Regions from separate parts of the Mus musculus genome. Here regions 2, 3, 4 and 5 are each linked to region 1. The links are chromatin contacts, called in public Hi-C and HiChIP or PLAC-seq maps. All regions are on one chromosome and are shown on one strand. The core of a region is the stretch at or near the end of the contact, and the rest is flanking DNA. Distances in the headings are between cores, read along the strand shown. Region 1 holds the start of Hs3st3b1 (heparan sulfate (glucosamine) 3-O-sulfotransferase 3B1). Region 2 has its middle 39 kb from the start of Hs3st3a1. Region 3 overlaps Gm40016 (a long non-coding RNA gene). Region 4 has its middle 40 kb from the start of Gm12290. Region 5 has its middle 24 kb from the start of Gm12290.

The links. Hi-C and Micro-C count contacts between places; a contact is called where the count stands out from the background. HiChIP or PLAC-seq counts read pairs in DNA pulled down with a chosen protein or histone mark.
Region 2: a contact with region 1 is called in a Hi-C map of the N1E-115 cell line, with 10 times the contacts expected there. The contact joins the enhancer-like site here to the promoter of Hs3st3b1 in region 1. A contact is called at or near these places in 3 of 39 promoter capture datasets (the 3T3-L1 cell line and the C10 cell line), 2 of 484 Hi-C or Micro-C datasets (the N1E-115 cell line and cerebral cortex), 11 of 115 datasets of contacts at active chromatin or transcription factors (Th17 cells, acute myeloid leukemia, craniofacial prominence and 8 more) and 1 of 9 other capture datasets (macrophages).
Region 3: an H3K27ac HiChIP or PLAC-seq map of embryonic stem cells shows a contact between it and region 1, with 3 times the contacts expected there. The contact joins the enhancer-like site here to the promoter of Hs3st3b1 in region 1. A contact is called at or near these places in 5 of 39 promoter capture datasets (the 3T3-L1 cell line, epiblast stem cells, frontonasal cranial neural crest and 2 more), 4 of 484 Hi-C or Micro-C datasets (embryonic stem cells and epidermal suprabasal cells), 5 of 115 datasets of contacts at active chromatin or transcription factors (embryonic midbrain and embryonic stem cells) and 1 of 9 other capture datasets (embryonic stem cells).
Region 4: a contact with region 1 is called in a Hi-C map of granulocyte-monocyte progenitors, with 2.0 times the contacts expected there. The contact joins the enhancer-like site here to the promoter of Hs3st3b1 in region 1. A contact is called at or near these places in 6 of 39 promoter capture datasets (the 3T3-L1 cell line, the C10 cell line, embryonic stem cells and 2 more), 1 of 15 datasets of contacts at CTCF or cohesin (stem cell-derived epiblast-like cells), 8 of 484 Hi-C or Micro-C datasets (CD4 T cells, embryonic fibroblasts, embryonic stem cells and 4 more), 6 of 115 datasets of contacts at active chromatin or transcription factors (acute myeloid leukemia, embryonic forebrain, embryonic hindbrain and 3 more) and 2 of 9 other capture datasets (adipose tissue and liver).
Region 5: a contact with region 1 is called in a Hi-C map of the N1E-115 cell line, with 6 times the contacts expected there. The contact joins the enhancer-like site here to the promoter of Hs3st3b1 in region 1. A contact is called at or near these places in 2 of 39 promoter capture datasets (embryonic stem cells and hippocampal neurons), 6 of 484 Hi-C or Micro-C datasets (the N1E-115 cell line, Th2 cells, embryonic fibroblasts and 3 more), 4 of 115 datasets of contacts at active chromatin or transcription factors (acute myeloid leukemia, embryonic hindbrain, kidney and 1 more) and 3 of 9 other capture datasets (adipose tissue, embryonic stem cells and liver).

What each region holds. Positions count from the first base shown.
Region 1 is chr11:63,920,978-63,923,594 of GRCm38.p6, forward strand. It overlaps Hs3st3b1 (heparan sulfate (glucosamine) 3-O-sulfotransferase 3B1), which reads right to left and starts at 1,307. Exons shown (of 2, transcript NM_018805.2): 1 at 357-1,307. The coding sequence starts at 910.
Region 2 is chr11:64,395,387-64,398,003 of GRCm38.p6, forward strand. No RefSeq gene overlaps it. Among named protein-coding and RNA genes, the nearest start is that of Hs3st3a1, 39 kb to the right of the region's middle. Within about 2 kb of position 1,280, at least 47 of the 459 cell types and tissues checked have an H3K27ac peak or open chromatin away from gene starts, as enhancers often do. A contact at or near this core is called in the N1E-115 cell line, cerebral cortex, forebrain and 1 more, where this site is marked.
Region 3 is chr11:63,454,018-63,456,634 of GRCm38.p6, forward strand. All of the region lies in intron 2 of Gm40016 (a long non-coding RNA gene), which reads right to left. Among named protein-coding and RNA genes, the nearest start is that of Gm40016, 8.7 kb to the right of the region's middle. Within about 2 kb of position 1,319, at least 44 of the 459 cell types and tissues checked have an H3K27ac peak or open chromatin away from gene starts, as enhancers often do. A contact at or near this core is called in embryonic stem cells and stem cell-derived epiblast-like cells, where this site is marked.
Region 4 is chr11:64,203,203-64,205,819 of GRCm38.p6, forward strand. No RefSeq gene overlaps it. Among named protein-coding and RNA genes, the nearest start is that of Gm12290, 40 kb to the left of the region's middle. Within about 2 kb of position 1,314, at least 17 of the 459 cell types and tissues checked have an H3K27ac peak or open chromatin away from gene starts, as enhancers often do. A contact at or near this core is called in acute myeloid leukemia and granulocyte-monocyte progenitors, where this site is marked.
Region 5 is chr11:64,186,830-64,189,446 of GRCm38.p6, forward strand. No RefSeq gene overlaps it. Among named protein-coding and RNA genes, the nearest start is that of Gm12290, 24 kb to the left of the region's middle. Within about 2 kb of position 1,297, at least 18 of the 459 cell types and tissues checked have an H3K27ac peak or open chromatin away from gene starts, as enhancers often do. A contact at or near this core is called in the N1E-115 cell line and liver, where this site is marked.

The sequences.
Region 1 (2,617 bases), core at 57-2,556:
GTTATTCGCGTGGGATGCGGCCACAGCCAAAAGGTAACCGGTTCCTCCGGCGCTTTCCCAGTAGCTGCCGGGTGGGTGTCTTTGTGGAGAGATCACCTAAATGGTTCTAGGGCGCAGCATACCAGCCAACGGTGCCAAGCTAAAAGTTTCTGTAGGTGGCTGTCTCAGCCTACTCCGGAGCATCTGATTTCTCCCCAACTGTCCACCAGCAATGTGCGGTCGCACTTTGGTCCCCGCCCGCCCTAAATTGACGGAAGTTGTACCCCTGCTTCCCTCCCCACCTGACGCGCAACGGCCGGTGGGGGCTCACGGTCGGGATCACGGCCGGCGCAGCGGCCCCTGGAGAGGAAACTCACCGGTACCAGGCAAGACCCTTGTGGTAGCTGCGGTCGAAAAAGTGGGGCTCGGCGCCCACGGCGCGCACGTCGGGGTGCACGCGCAGGAACTCCAGCAATGCCCGCGTGCCGCCCTTCTTCACCCCGATGATGATGGCCTGCGGCAGCTGCTTGCTCCCAGCGCCGCTGAAGAAGCTGGAGATGGGACTGGGGGAGTCCGGCGCCTCTGGACTCTGCTCCTCCTGGCTCCCAGCGCCTACTGTCTTATCCTTGCCTGCAGCCAGCGAATTGGCCGGAGGTGCCCGGAAGGGCATCTTAGGGGATGTCTCATTCGGAGCTGTGACCAGGGCTGGCTGAGCGTGAGTAGCGCGGGACCCCGAGCCCAGGAGCAGCAGGCCGGGAGCGGCGGTACAGGAGCCGGCGCACGAGTACAAAAACATGTACAGCCAGATGCAAAGCATGGCGAAGAGCAGCGCGAGCTTCCTCCTCACCGGCGGCGGGGGCGGCGGCGGCTGCGGCAGGAACCGGCCCGGGACATCGAGACAGGACCGGCCGCCGCTCAGGCGCTGCCCCATACGCGGCCCGCGGGCGCGGCCAGGGGCATGGCTCAGCACATGGCAGGAGTCCCGCCGGAACAGAGAGCACCGCGACGGTCCCCTGCCACTTTGAGCCCGGAGTGATTCGGTTTATTGCCCTCCTGCGCGCGCGGCTGCCGAGGCTGCGGCTCTTCCCCGGGTGGCGGCGGCGGTTGCAGCGGCGACGGCTCTTGACATGATGCCCACGAGAAGCCGGGGTTGGAAAGCTAAGTCCAGGCGACGGGAACTGTGAGCAGACGCGCTGTCAGTTACGCTGTGCCCCGCACTCAGTAACTCTGGACGGGGCGCACGACAGCTCGCCGGGGCTGCCTCCTCGCAGCCAGGAGATTGAGAGCAGCCCCGGCGCTTGCCCGCTGAGGCTGCGGCGGAGAACTGCGCAGGAAGAGAGCCCAGCACTGAGGTGGAGTGGGCGGTCCCGGCCTTCCGAGTGACGGGCTGCGCTACCTACCAGGAGGCGCGAGCAGCATGCAAATGCCGGAGCTTCACCCAAGTCGAAACAGCCAATCGTCTCTCGGAACGTGGGGGTGTGGAAAGGGTTCGCGAAGGGGGGTAGAGCAGTATGGGGTTGCTATTGGCTTCAGAATTCAAGGGGCGGGTTCAGGGAGGCGAGGCCATCGGCTGGTGACAGGAGCAGATGGTGAGGATGCTGGAGTGACCCAACGCTGAAAGAGGTCCCACCCGGTTGAGTGGCGCTCTCTTATACACGCGCGCTTTTCCACACTCGCTTCTGAGGCCAGTCTTGGCTATAGTTGCCTATGTGACAAAGATGCCAGTCCTCATCCAAGGGTCCCGCCATCCGGCTCCTGAGTGTAAAAGCTGCAGAAAAGAGACAGGGATGGAAGAGGGAAAGCCGACCAGACGTGTTTCCAGCCCCACCCGCAAACCCAGTTTCATAATCGGGGCTCAGGGAAGGGCCTCCAACAGACCCTGATTTAGGAAGTTTAAGTAGGGAAAACCTCGGCGGAAGTCACTAACTTTCCCGCTCTCTCAATATTGTCCAGAATGGTCTCCCTGTGCCTGGCGCTTAATAGGGACAGACGTAAACACTATCTCACTCTTTCCAAACTCTCCTGAAAAGGCCTGGGGGGTGAACAGAGAGAAGGAAGGTTGTTTAGTTTAAAGACACTAGTTGAAACTTAAAGTCACATGTCGGAGTTTTATATGGGTATCTGTTCCTTGGCATCATTAATTTGATAGATGTTCTAACTTCTTTCTCTTGAACAAACAATTAAGCCGGCATCCGCCCCTGCTTAGAAGATTGGTTGGGTTTCTGACCTATGACTCTGTACTGAATCCTAGGCGTTTTCCCCCAATAACTTTTTTTTAAGTCGAATGTTGATATGGGGTAAATTCAGGAGTAGTGACTAGCACTTATTTAATGGTGAAAATCCACTCCGAGGCTTCCTTGTTTCGCACCTTTGTCCAGGGGGGCGGCCCGGAAAGGGGTCTTCTCAGAAACTGTCAGCTCTGGTGAGGGAAGCTCGGGCGCTGATGCCTGGCCAAATTTCTGCGCTGGCGATCGGAGTTAGGAAAGTCGGGATGGGGACGTTCACCCAAGTGGCGGCTTGAGAGCCTTTCGGTGCCTGGAATCCATTTTCCGCAAGACCGAAAGGCCTCCAACGCCAGGCTGCGTGCGGTTCCGGGACAGAATTTTCATTCCTTCCGACCCCCGTGCAGGCCGCGGGG
Region 2 (2,617 bases), core at 30-2,529, 470 kb after region 1:
CTGTGAATTGTGTATGTGTGGGAATGGGGGCAGGGTGAGGGAGAATCCCTGAGCATTTCTGGCTGTCAGCCTAGTTCAAGATTCAGGAAGGAGAAAGAAATCAGTCTCAAATGAATTCCACGGGGAATAAGAGACTAGGACATGCCCTACCCTTCTCTGGCCTTCATGCACATGCACAAGGGTATTCACAGACTACACACAGGAGGAAGACAAGAGAGGAGGAAAAAGAAGGAAGGGAGAGGGAGCGAGGAAGGGAGGGAGAGGAGGAGAGAGGAAAGGAGGGAGGGAGATAGGGAAGGAGGGAGGGAGTAAGGAAAGGAGGGAGAGAGGGAGAGAAAAGAGGGAGGGAGGAAAGGAGGGAGAGAGGGAAGGAGGGAGGGAGATAACCCAATCAAAAATAGAGACAAAGTAAGTAAAAATCAAAAGAGGGAGATTTCTGTAAGGCTGTGAAGAGGAAAAGAGGCTGAGAGCCATGCTTGCCCCAAATCCGTCATTGAGACATAAAGTTCGGGTTTAGACAGAGGGGAATAAACTACACTTAACTAATCATCTCGACCCCACCCAGAGTTGAGTTATCACTTTCTGGGCTCCAATCTCTTCAGCAAGGCGGCTTGGCAAGTTGTCAGAATGATGTAAAATCTCTTCCTTGGAGACTAGTTTCCCCTGGCTTCAGCCTTTTCCTCTGGGCACAAGAGTTTTGGGGAGACTTCATTTTTTTAGTGGTTTGAAGGTCATTTCAATAATTTGAAATTCAGGGTGCAGGCACAAGAGTCTTTTCAGATTATCATTATTCTTGCCAGGACAGATTACAGTTGTTGAGACAGTTCTGACTTTCCTTCCAAGGCTCCGGTGAACAAGGCACAAGGCTTGACTTTGTAGCTGTATTTCATGAAGTGTCATTATCCTTCTGCCATAGACAACTAACGGATGGCTGCGAGGAAAGATACAATTTGGAGGCAATTAATTCTGCTTCAAGTCCCAATTCACCAAAGCTGCATAGCACTCGAGTCCCCTGCAGCTTCAGAGCAGCCTATGGGCAGCTCGGGTTCTTCCTCATGGCTCCACTCTGCATAGGACCTGCCTTTTCTTTCACTTTCTGAGCTCAGGGGCAATTGGCTGGGTGATGGGGCTGCCCCTAGTTCAGTTTGCAGGGCCCACAGGCTGCTTATGTCCTGATTTACAACACGGAAGAGGAAGAGAGCCCCTGGTACACTGGGGCTTCTTCACACTTGTCAATTTGTCGCCACCACAGCAGGGCTCAGGCTGCCATCTGCTTGTGATGCTGCAACAGGGACACTCAGCAGCCTCCTGTCTTCCCCTCCTCCCCCGCTCCTCCCTGCAGCTGCTTGCTTTACACTGATCTGGAAGTTGGATCAGCTGGCTAAAGATGCTTTGCTCACTCGCATCATCCTAAACAAGAGGCAGAGGCTGGCCCACAGACATCCCCTCTGGGATTGCAGAGGCTTCATCTTCCCAAGGGGAAAACGGTTGTTAGGCAACTGCTGCTAAGAGATCAGCTCTTAAGCCCCCAACCTCTTTTTCTTTTCTTAGTATAGGATCACTGCAGCAGGAAGCCCTCTGGGAGCAGCTAGGCTTGCTGATTAACTCTGGACATCGAGTCTAGGCCAGTGGCTTCACTCATCTCTTATCTCTGATTCCACCACCTCCAGAGGTACGTTGCTGTACCCTTGCCTACATGGTCTTAAGTCAAACTCGGTCACTGACTGGCTGACTTGCTAATTTGGGCATATCTCCCACCCCAGTGTGCTTGCCTCTCATCTTCTCATTGGGGTTATTTAGGGCTGTTCGGTACAGCACGATAGCTTAGCCAGGACCTGGGCAGAGCCAGTCTCTGCAAATGTGAGTGTTACATTGAGCGTTATATTGGCATATTTCACTCACCCCCATTTATAGTGACCAGTATGGATGAGGGGGAAATCAAACAAGCTCAGGCAGGTTAACATGAGCATGAATGGATCCACTCCACAGGGCAAGGACAGCAGCTCACACCCGGTGGCAGCAGTTCAGGCTGACGTTCTGTGTCATTTCCATACGTTAATTCCTTACTAATTTCACAATATCATGAGGTAGTTACTATCTCCCATGAGCACACATGGGGCCCACAGACATGAAGTAACGCCATGGCCACACAGCTGCATGCTGAAATCTTAACGCTGATCTGGATTATTGTACTTTGGGTCTAAAATGCCCTTCGCGGCCTTCGAGATAACAGCTTGAGCTTCTGTTTCACACTGTTGGGAGGTGAAGGGACCTCTCATGGGTGGGACTCATAGAAGGAAGTTAGGCCACTGGAGGTAGGATTATGGTGGGTGTGCTGAGATTTTGGTCCTTTTCTTCTCTTTGCTTGCTAGACGGCATGATGGGCCTCTTATCACAGTGGCCATCAGATTACAACTCTCCACAGACTCCAAAGTCACAAAGGCTACGGACTATGGATTGAAATTTCCAATGCCATGCGCCAAGATAAACCTTTCCTCCTTATCAAAGCTCAGCTTATTTTGTCACTGTGACAAAAAGTAAGTTAATTAACACAGCATGCTCATAATGCCAACACTACCCCAGCTTTACATGGAGGGACAGTCTGATGAGCCCAGGG
Region 3 (2,617 bases), core at 69-2,568, 470 kb before region 1:
TGAGGACTGCGACTGTCGCACTGGTTTCAGCAGTGACAGATTAAGAATGATGTATGTGACAACCCACAGTCAAACACGTGATTGTATTTTGATGGGAAAACAAACAGCTTGGATGTTGTTTTAAAGCTATTTGCTTTGGGTCCTCGAAGTTGACTAGAATTTTCAAGCAGGCCTAATGCAGACTCTCTTCTCATCTTCTTGCTGTCTCTGGATTCCTTCTCTGGGTGGAGCATGGGATGTTGTGATGGCAGCTCCACCACTGTCCTGCTGCAGGGCAAAGCCGGACTGGGGCATAGTCCCACCAGCTGACTTTCTGTTTGTATTTATTCCATTAGTCCAGCTGACAATGCTCAAGGATAATTCTTCATATTGAAAGAATAGCCCTTCTTTCTTGTTCTGTTGGTTTTTTTGGTTTTAAATTAGAGCATACTCTACTTTTATTTGTTTATTTTTATTAGTTTAAATCTGTGAGGGGTACACCACCACCCGGGTTCTGTGTCTTTGCAGGCCTTTGCAGGAAGGCTTCTTCAGAATTTGGCATAAATCCTGTTACTGTTTCCAACCGGTTCAGTGGAGAAAGCCTTCCCTTTATTTCCATGAACCCCGAGAGAAGCACAGGAAGGTTAGGGATAATCGTTGAGGCTTCCCCTTACAAAGCTTGCAACATCTACCCATTGCACGGGTAGGCAAATAAAAACTTGTCGAGGCCTGGAAAGTTCTGATAGTTGCTGATGATAAAACTCGAGAGAATTCTCTAGCACCCTGGTAATGAGCTGAAGCCCAAGGCTAATAGCGTTTCCCTTTCGTTGGGAATTATGGGGAAGCTATCGTGACATTTGTATTACCCCAGAGAGATCTTCCACTAGAAAGCTGAGCTTTGAAGTAGTATTGGATTTGCTCCATTGAGTCTGAAAGGTTTGCCACTGGTTTTCGGGAGACTCACCCCAGCCAAAGCCAGGCCTCTGGGAGGCTTTATTCCTAGGCTCAAGTAAACAAACAGCCTCAAATGGCTGAGGCCACAAACAAAAGTCAAGGGGTGGGGGTGGGGTGGGGTCCGGGGCCACGGAGACATTCCCACATTCCAGTCTTTCCAGCTCTGGGGTCCTGTGTTCAGAGCATGAACCCTCCAGCCCTCGGCTCCCATCAGTATGCCTCTTTAAGTGGTGAGATTGTTGCTGGATAATTCTAAATGACCAACACACGCTAACAAAGCCGATGTGGGCAGAGGAGATAGAAAATGGGTGGTTGGGGCAGATCCACGAGGGCTCATTAATCTTCAGTAAATTAAAGCTCATCACCGCTCCGCCCCTCGACAGCTCTTTGTCTTGCTAATTCACATTAGGCCAAGCCTGGCTTCACGCTTTCAGGCTTTTCAGAGGTGAGGGCCTGTACAAAGCTGCAGATGTGGAAACCCGGAGAGACCTTTGCTCCGAACGCTGCCTGTTAACATTAGCGCGCTCCCTAGGCCCACAGAAGAACGTTACTGTGATTCTCTGGCTTCAGAAGACTTCCCAGGAAGCAACTTGGGAGTTTAAAGCAGCAGGAAGAGAGGTGGGGAAGATGCAGAGGTGCCAAGGCCCACCTCCGCTGCAAAAACTCAAAACAAAAGTAACATTAAACAATGCGTGGTTTTGTTCCTCAACACAGAAATGTAGCAATCCCCAGTGTTACAAAGATGGGGGAAATACAATCTTATCATATAGCTAGAACAGACATTTCTGACAGAAGTCTGGCTAAATAGCGATTGAAAATATGTATATTCTGTAACCCAGCTACTCCACTGTTGGAATTATTCTGCTGATGGAACGTTGTATAGATCCACAAATATATGTACTAGCATAGGTACTGAAAACCATCGTGACAGGAAAGAGGGGAGGAGTAATGTTTATGTGCATAAAAATAATACCTGTAAAGTTCAGAATTTCTGTAAAACAAAATGAAGCCCATCTTGGGACAGTTTGTAAAGCTATCCAGAAAGTAAGGCTGAAGTACTAGAGATTCCTTTGTAGCCAACATCCTGATGTGTTTTATAAAACCAAAGATATGTTTTGTGGAGCACGGTACGGTGTGGTGGGAGGGGGTTGACTCAGCAGGCCCATCCTGAGGCATCCCTCTGCAGTGGTAACAGCCAACAAAGAAGGGTGTAGTATAGAATAGAGTTTACTTAGGAACATGGGAAGGAGTGTTGAGAAGGAAGTAGAGGCAGAGATGGGACAGAGATGGGGACACACACATACACACAGAGAGAGAGAGAGACAGAGAGAGAGAGAGAGAGAGAGAGAGAGAGAGACAGAGAGAGAGAGAGGCAGAGAGAGAGAGAGAGAGAGAGAGAGGCAGAGAGAGAGAGAGAGAGAGAGAGAGAGAGAGAGAGAGAGAGAGAGAGAGAGAGAGAGAGAGAGAGACTGAATAGTCCTTTTATATGTGAGCCAGGCTGGTACCTGGTTGTTGCTAGGTAACTGCTGGGCGGAGCCTAGAGAAAATGTAAACAGATCATGCCCTTCAAATACCATAGTTATGCAAAACCCTTACCAAGGACAGTTTTCATAGACTCAGCCCCATCTAGTGCCCTGGCTGTGGAATGTGGGTGGGGGATGGGGAGGAGGCTTGTGGAGATGGC
Region 4 (2,617 bases), core at 64-2,563, 280 kb after region 1:
TTTTGTAGCCTAGATGTGCCAGTCTCAGCAAATGTCCCTTCCGTACTCAGAAGGAATAATATGTGCTCAGCTATTGCTGGGTGTGACATTTTATAAACACCAGTTAGACACAGTGGGTGACAGTGTTGGTTATTGTCTGTACTTAGTGACTTCCCATCTGTGGGTTATATCAATCACTCACTGGAGGAGTGTTGAAGTTAACTAAAGGGTGAGTCTGCCTGTGTTTTCTCCCTTCCCTTCCCCCTTCCCTTCCCCCTTCCCTTCCCCCTTCCCTTCCCCCTTCCCTTCCCCCTTCCCCCTCCCCCTTCCCTTCCCCCTTCCCTTCCCCCTTCCCCCTCCCCTCCCCTCCCCTCCCCTCTTATTCCCTTCAGTCGTGTGCCCTCCCCCCTCTACCTCTCTCTTCCCTTCTATTCTTTCTTTCATGGCTTTTATGTGTTATATATTAGTGATCAAGGGGGAAGGGCCCTTGTGGGTGGTCCCATCCTTGGGCTGGTAATCCTGGGTTCTATAAGAAAGCAAGCTGAGCAAGCCCAGCAAAGCAAGTCAGTAAGCAGCACTCCTCCATGGCGTCTGCATCAACTCCTGCCTCCAGGTTCTTGCCCTGTCTGAGTTCCTGATCACAGATAGGAACTTTCTTTGGTGATGAACAGCAGTATGGAAGTGTACATTTAATAAACCCTTTCCTCCCCAACTTGGTTCTTGGTCATGATATTTTATGTAGGAAAACAAACCCTGACTAAGACAAGGACACTCTCACTGGACACAGAATTCTGGCTGGACTGCATCCTCCATTGCTTCTGATAAGAACTTTGGTTACTGGGGTCGTTTTAAAATTAAGTCCTGTAGATCTGGAGTGGTGACAGTTCCTCCTGCTCTTCCTGAAGACACGAGTGAGATCCCACCCCCCCCCCCCACCCCCCGTGGCTTCCAGTCTTCTGCAATGCCAGCTCAGGTCCTTGAAATCCAAGCCTCAGTCTCACTCAGAGACATTTAAATTCTTGTACATTGTAGTTTTGATTTCCACCAATAGTTTGGTCTGTCTTGCCTTGTTTCTCTGCTACTGTTTCCTGCTTGTCTGGAAGTATGGGTCAGTCACTCAACTTTAACATGGAGTTCCATCAGCATTTACTTCTGTTGAGTGACACTTCCTGTCTGAAGTGAGGATTTCTGTTTTTTTTTCGTGTGTGTTTGCTTTTTGTGGGACATTTTTTTTTTTTTTAAACTGGGAACCTGTGAGGCTTTGAGTCTGACGTGTGTTGTAGAAAGGATGTTGACAGGCCGGTTTCAGCAGCCATCAGGCTCAGGCTGAAGTTCTGACCAGCCGTTAGTGGGTTGTGGTTTCCAGGCTGGTCATGTTTTCAAAATGTTTATCTGGGTCTGTCCTGTGTACGTTCCACCCTGCGGTCAGTTCACAGTTGGGATCTCTGTGCTCACAGACTTTAGCACACTGCTGGGATCCATACTTAAACTCTCACTGCTTCTGGCTACATTTAGCGATTGGGAGGCCCAGGGGATCTCCTCCAATTTTCCTGATTCCTTTTGCATTTTCAGACATCCTGGGGCTCTCCTATGGATAGAAAGCTGAGGTGTTATTTATATCACTGTAATCTGTACTTTCTGTGATTGTGCCTGCTAAGCCAGGAGGTAGGGCAGCAAAGAGAAGATCTGTGGGGATGCAGGCATACTTTCTGATGCTTAGGACTGTAGTTCTTATCAGAAAGGGAGCTTTGTCTACTCTAGGGCTTCAGGCTGTCATGGGTCGCCTAATCCAGTCTCCGTAGGCATTGTATGGTGACCTTCAGTGACAAAAATGGGAAATGAAGGAGAGTGAGAAAGCAAATAGGAACACATCCTTACTTCTAAGTGTGAAGACACGTCACTTCTTTCCTGTTTTCTGAAACAGAACTAGAACTGGAGCCCCTGGCTGGGTCTGTCTGCACAGATCTCCGCTGACCCCAGGCTTCCTTGATTTCACGTCATCAGGGAAAAGGTGGTGAGCCCATCACACTCCCAGTTCCGAAGCATATGTTTCACAACCTCACATTCTTTCCAGAGTGCTACCCTCATGGGCTTTGTATCTGGTCCTTTTCTCTGTCACTCTGTGATGGAGTTAGTATGGTTGGGGCTTGCTCAATACTTCCTCAAACTGGAGCCATCCTAGATGTTGGACACTAGCAAGTTGTACCACCAGCTGCAGTTCTAAACTCTGTATAATTTGTGACCCTATCATGCACTTTCAGAGCCAAAAATGAGCTGCTGTGGCCAGAGGCTGTACTGAAGAACAGCATGAACTTCAGAGGGAAAGCAGTCATTTTCGGTTTCTTCTACTGAGTTACATACAAGGCATAAGAAGACCTGCAATGTATGCTTTTTTCCCTTTGTGGCCTGACATCCTCCTCCGGTGCCCTCATGGGAGTACTCACAATAAGAACAGTTCATTTGACTATAATGTGTCTGCCTGAAGTTGTTAAGAATTTGATATCTTCATTGGAGGATTCAGAGACTATTGCATTCCATTTGGGATTCAGCCTGTCTAGAGACAATCCTGGTTTTAGAATCCAAGTCCCTTTTTTTTTTTATTTTCTCCCTTCCTGTGTTCTGTGTACCCTACAACATG
Region 5 (2,617 bases), core at 47-2,546, 270 kb after region 1:
CCACTGAATTGCTTATAGGCCAGTCTGATGGAGTTAATTCCTAGTTGAGATTCCTCTTTCCCAGATATGTCTAGGCTTGTGTCCAGTTAATAAAAATGAACTCACACAGAAGAGAAGGAATTGAATCCTATCTTCTGTTCACAAACCAAATGGGTGTGGTTGTCAGGTGGCATCTCAGGCAATTCCCTGGAATGTTATGCAGTAAACGCTGAGTAAATTCTGAAAGTAGTTGTCAGATCCCTCTGTCTCTGGGAAGGATGATATGGGAAAGAACAAAATTGACCTTCTCCTTCAGAAAAAGAAAATGAGAGAGATGATGTAAGGAAGAGAGTAGGCAAACCCAGACGGTGGCAGGAAGCTGCTGCAGTCAGTGACGTCACAGGGAGATCTGACAGGACAGCACAGCACAGAGGCTTCCTGTCAAGCTAAGAAGAATTCAACCAGCCCAGATGGAGCACCTGCAGGGATGCTCTGTGGGGGATTTAGAGGTGGCAAGATGTGAACTTGTCTCCTGTGATGATGACAAGAAGTAAGGATGCTAAGGTCATCTGGGCAAAACAAACTTTAAAACATGCTATATAAATATTATAATATATGTAAAACCTAATTTTTATATGTACATATGCAATACATAATATAATATAAAATATATCCAATATTATAGACATGTATTGTAGGATACACTCATGTACCTATGTTTGTAAATAATTTTAAAGTAGTATTACCTATCTTCCTGGTAGCCTTAACTCAGTGCCTTCCTAATTTGGGAATGATGTAATCATTTCTAGTCCCCCATTAGAGACAGGGACACGACACTCTAGGACGGCACTCTACAAAGCAGGTGGTGTGATTTACCCAACAGTAGCATACAGGGCAGACCAGGTCCCTTTCTCATAGTAAGATTGTGACATAGGTCACTTGTGGTGGCACAGATGACAAGACCTTAGTTATTTCTACCCCTAGAAATAACTGGTAGCTATTTCTACCTCAAGACACAGTTTGTGCTGAGCCATAGCTCCCCTGGGGCCTAGTCTTCTGCTCAGGTGGAGCTCGGCAGACCCAGGAAGCTGTACAGAGGTCATGCACAGAGCTTTGCACCCCCATGCTGCCTCAGAACTCAGGGACAGACTCCCTTCATTACCCACATGGACAAAGATGGTTTGGTTTTGTGCCAGAGTTCTTGACTCTTTGGCTCTTGTTCCCCAAATCATCGATCTTATGCAGTGACACTGACGAGGGCAATTAACTGTCCCCGCTGTCCTTAAACTCTCCACTTGGTGGAAACAACAAACACAGCTCAATGCACTAGGGATTTCTCGCTTAATGTCTGCTGGCGTGTGGGGCTTTCACATCACTGACCTGAGTCTTTGGGTACCGGGCAAATGCATAGATCCCCTCCCAAGATTCTGTTTGTCTTCCAGTGTCAATATTAGTATAGGGAGGGTGATCAGTGGGAATGTGGCTGCTCAAATCAGTCACTGGAACAAAGAGAATCAAAGACCATGTCAACACTGTTTTGACTGAATTTGAGCCCAACAGGTGAGTCAATTCAGAGTAAAAGGTTGAACCCACTGGCCATGGAAACTCAGCAGAGGAAGCATGTCAGAAGCATGTCAGAAGCATGTCACCAGCGAGTACACCATGTGGCTTTAGAACAGTGGTTCTCAACCTCCCTAACGCTGCAACCCTTTAGTACAGTTCCTCATGTCATGGAGACCACTAACCACAAAATTATTTTCATTGCTACTTCCTAACTGTAATTTTGCTACTGTTATGAATCATAATGTAATATCTGTGTTTTCTGGTGGTCTTAGGTAACCCCTGTGAAAGGGTCACTTGACACCCAAGGTGGTCTTGACCCACAGGTTGAGAGCCACTGCCTTAGAGCCAAGCTCCACTCAAGAGATAACGTTATTTGTGCTGGGAAAACAGCAAAAGTTGCAAATAGCTGAGTTACATGGAAGGCCTTGTGCCCTGAGCAGTCCTGGATGTCTGTGTCTCATCAGAAGGAAACAACAACTCCCAGGGGCAGGCGGCTTGTCCTAGTTACTACTCACAGCAGTGACTCAAGGACCCTGACAAGGAGCAGCTGAGGGATGGCTTAGTTCAGCTCACAGTATGAGGGTGCAGGACATCATGCCTGGGAAAGGCCCATGGCAGGAGGATGGGTGTGGCCACATCACATTGGCAGAAAACAGAGAGATGATCTTATCTGTGAATTCTTCCAATGCTCTGCTTGTTTTTGTAGTCCCAGCCTACTGCATGGTGCTGCCCACACACAGTGTAGGTCTTCCCAGCTCAGATAAACCTCTCTAGAAATCTACTCTGCCCTAGACATATACCCACAGTAATTCTAGATCCAGTCAAGTTGGCAACGAGGATTGACTGTTGCACCAGCAAAGCCAACATGATGCCAGATCATTTTTATTTCTCAATAGCCACTCTTCAGTAAATGATGATTTCTCTCAGTGTATTAGGAGTCTCTAAGGCAGGGGTTCTCAACCTGTGGATCTTGACCGCACTGGGGAAGAGGTCAAGAGACCCTTTTACAGGAATCTAATATCAGACACCCTGCATATCAGATATTTATATTACCATCCATAACAGTAGCAAAATG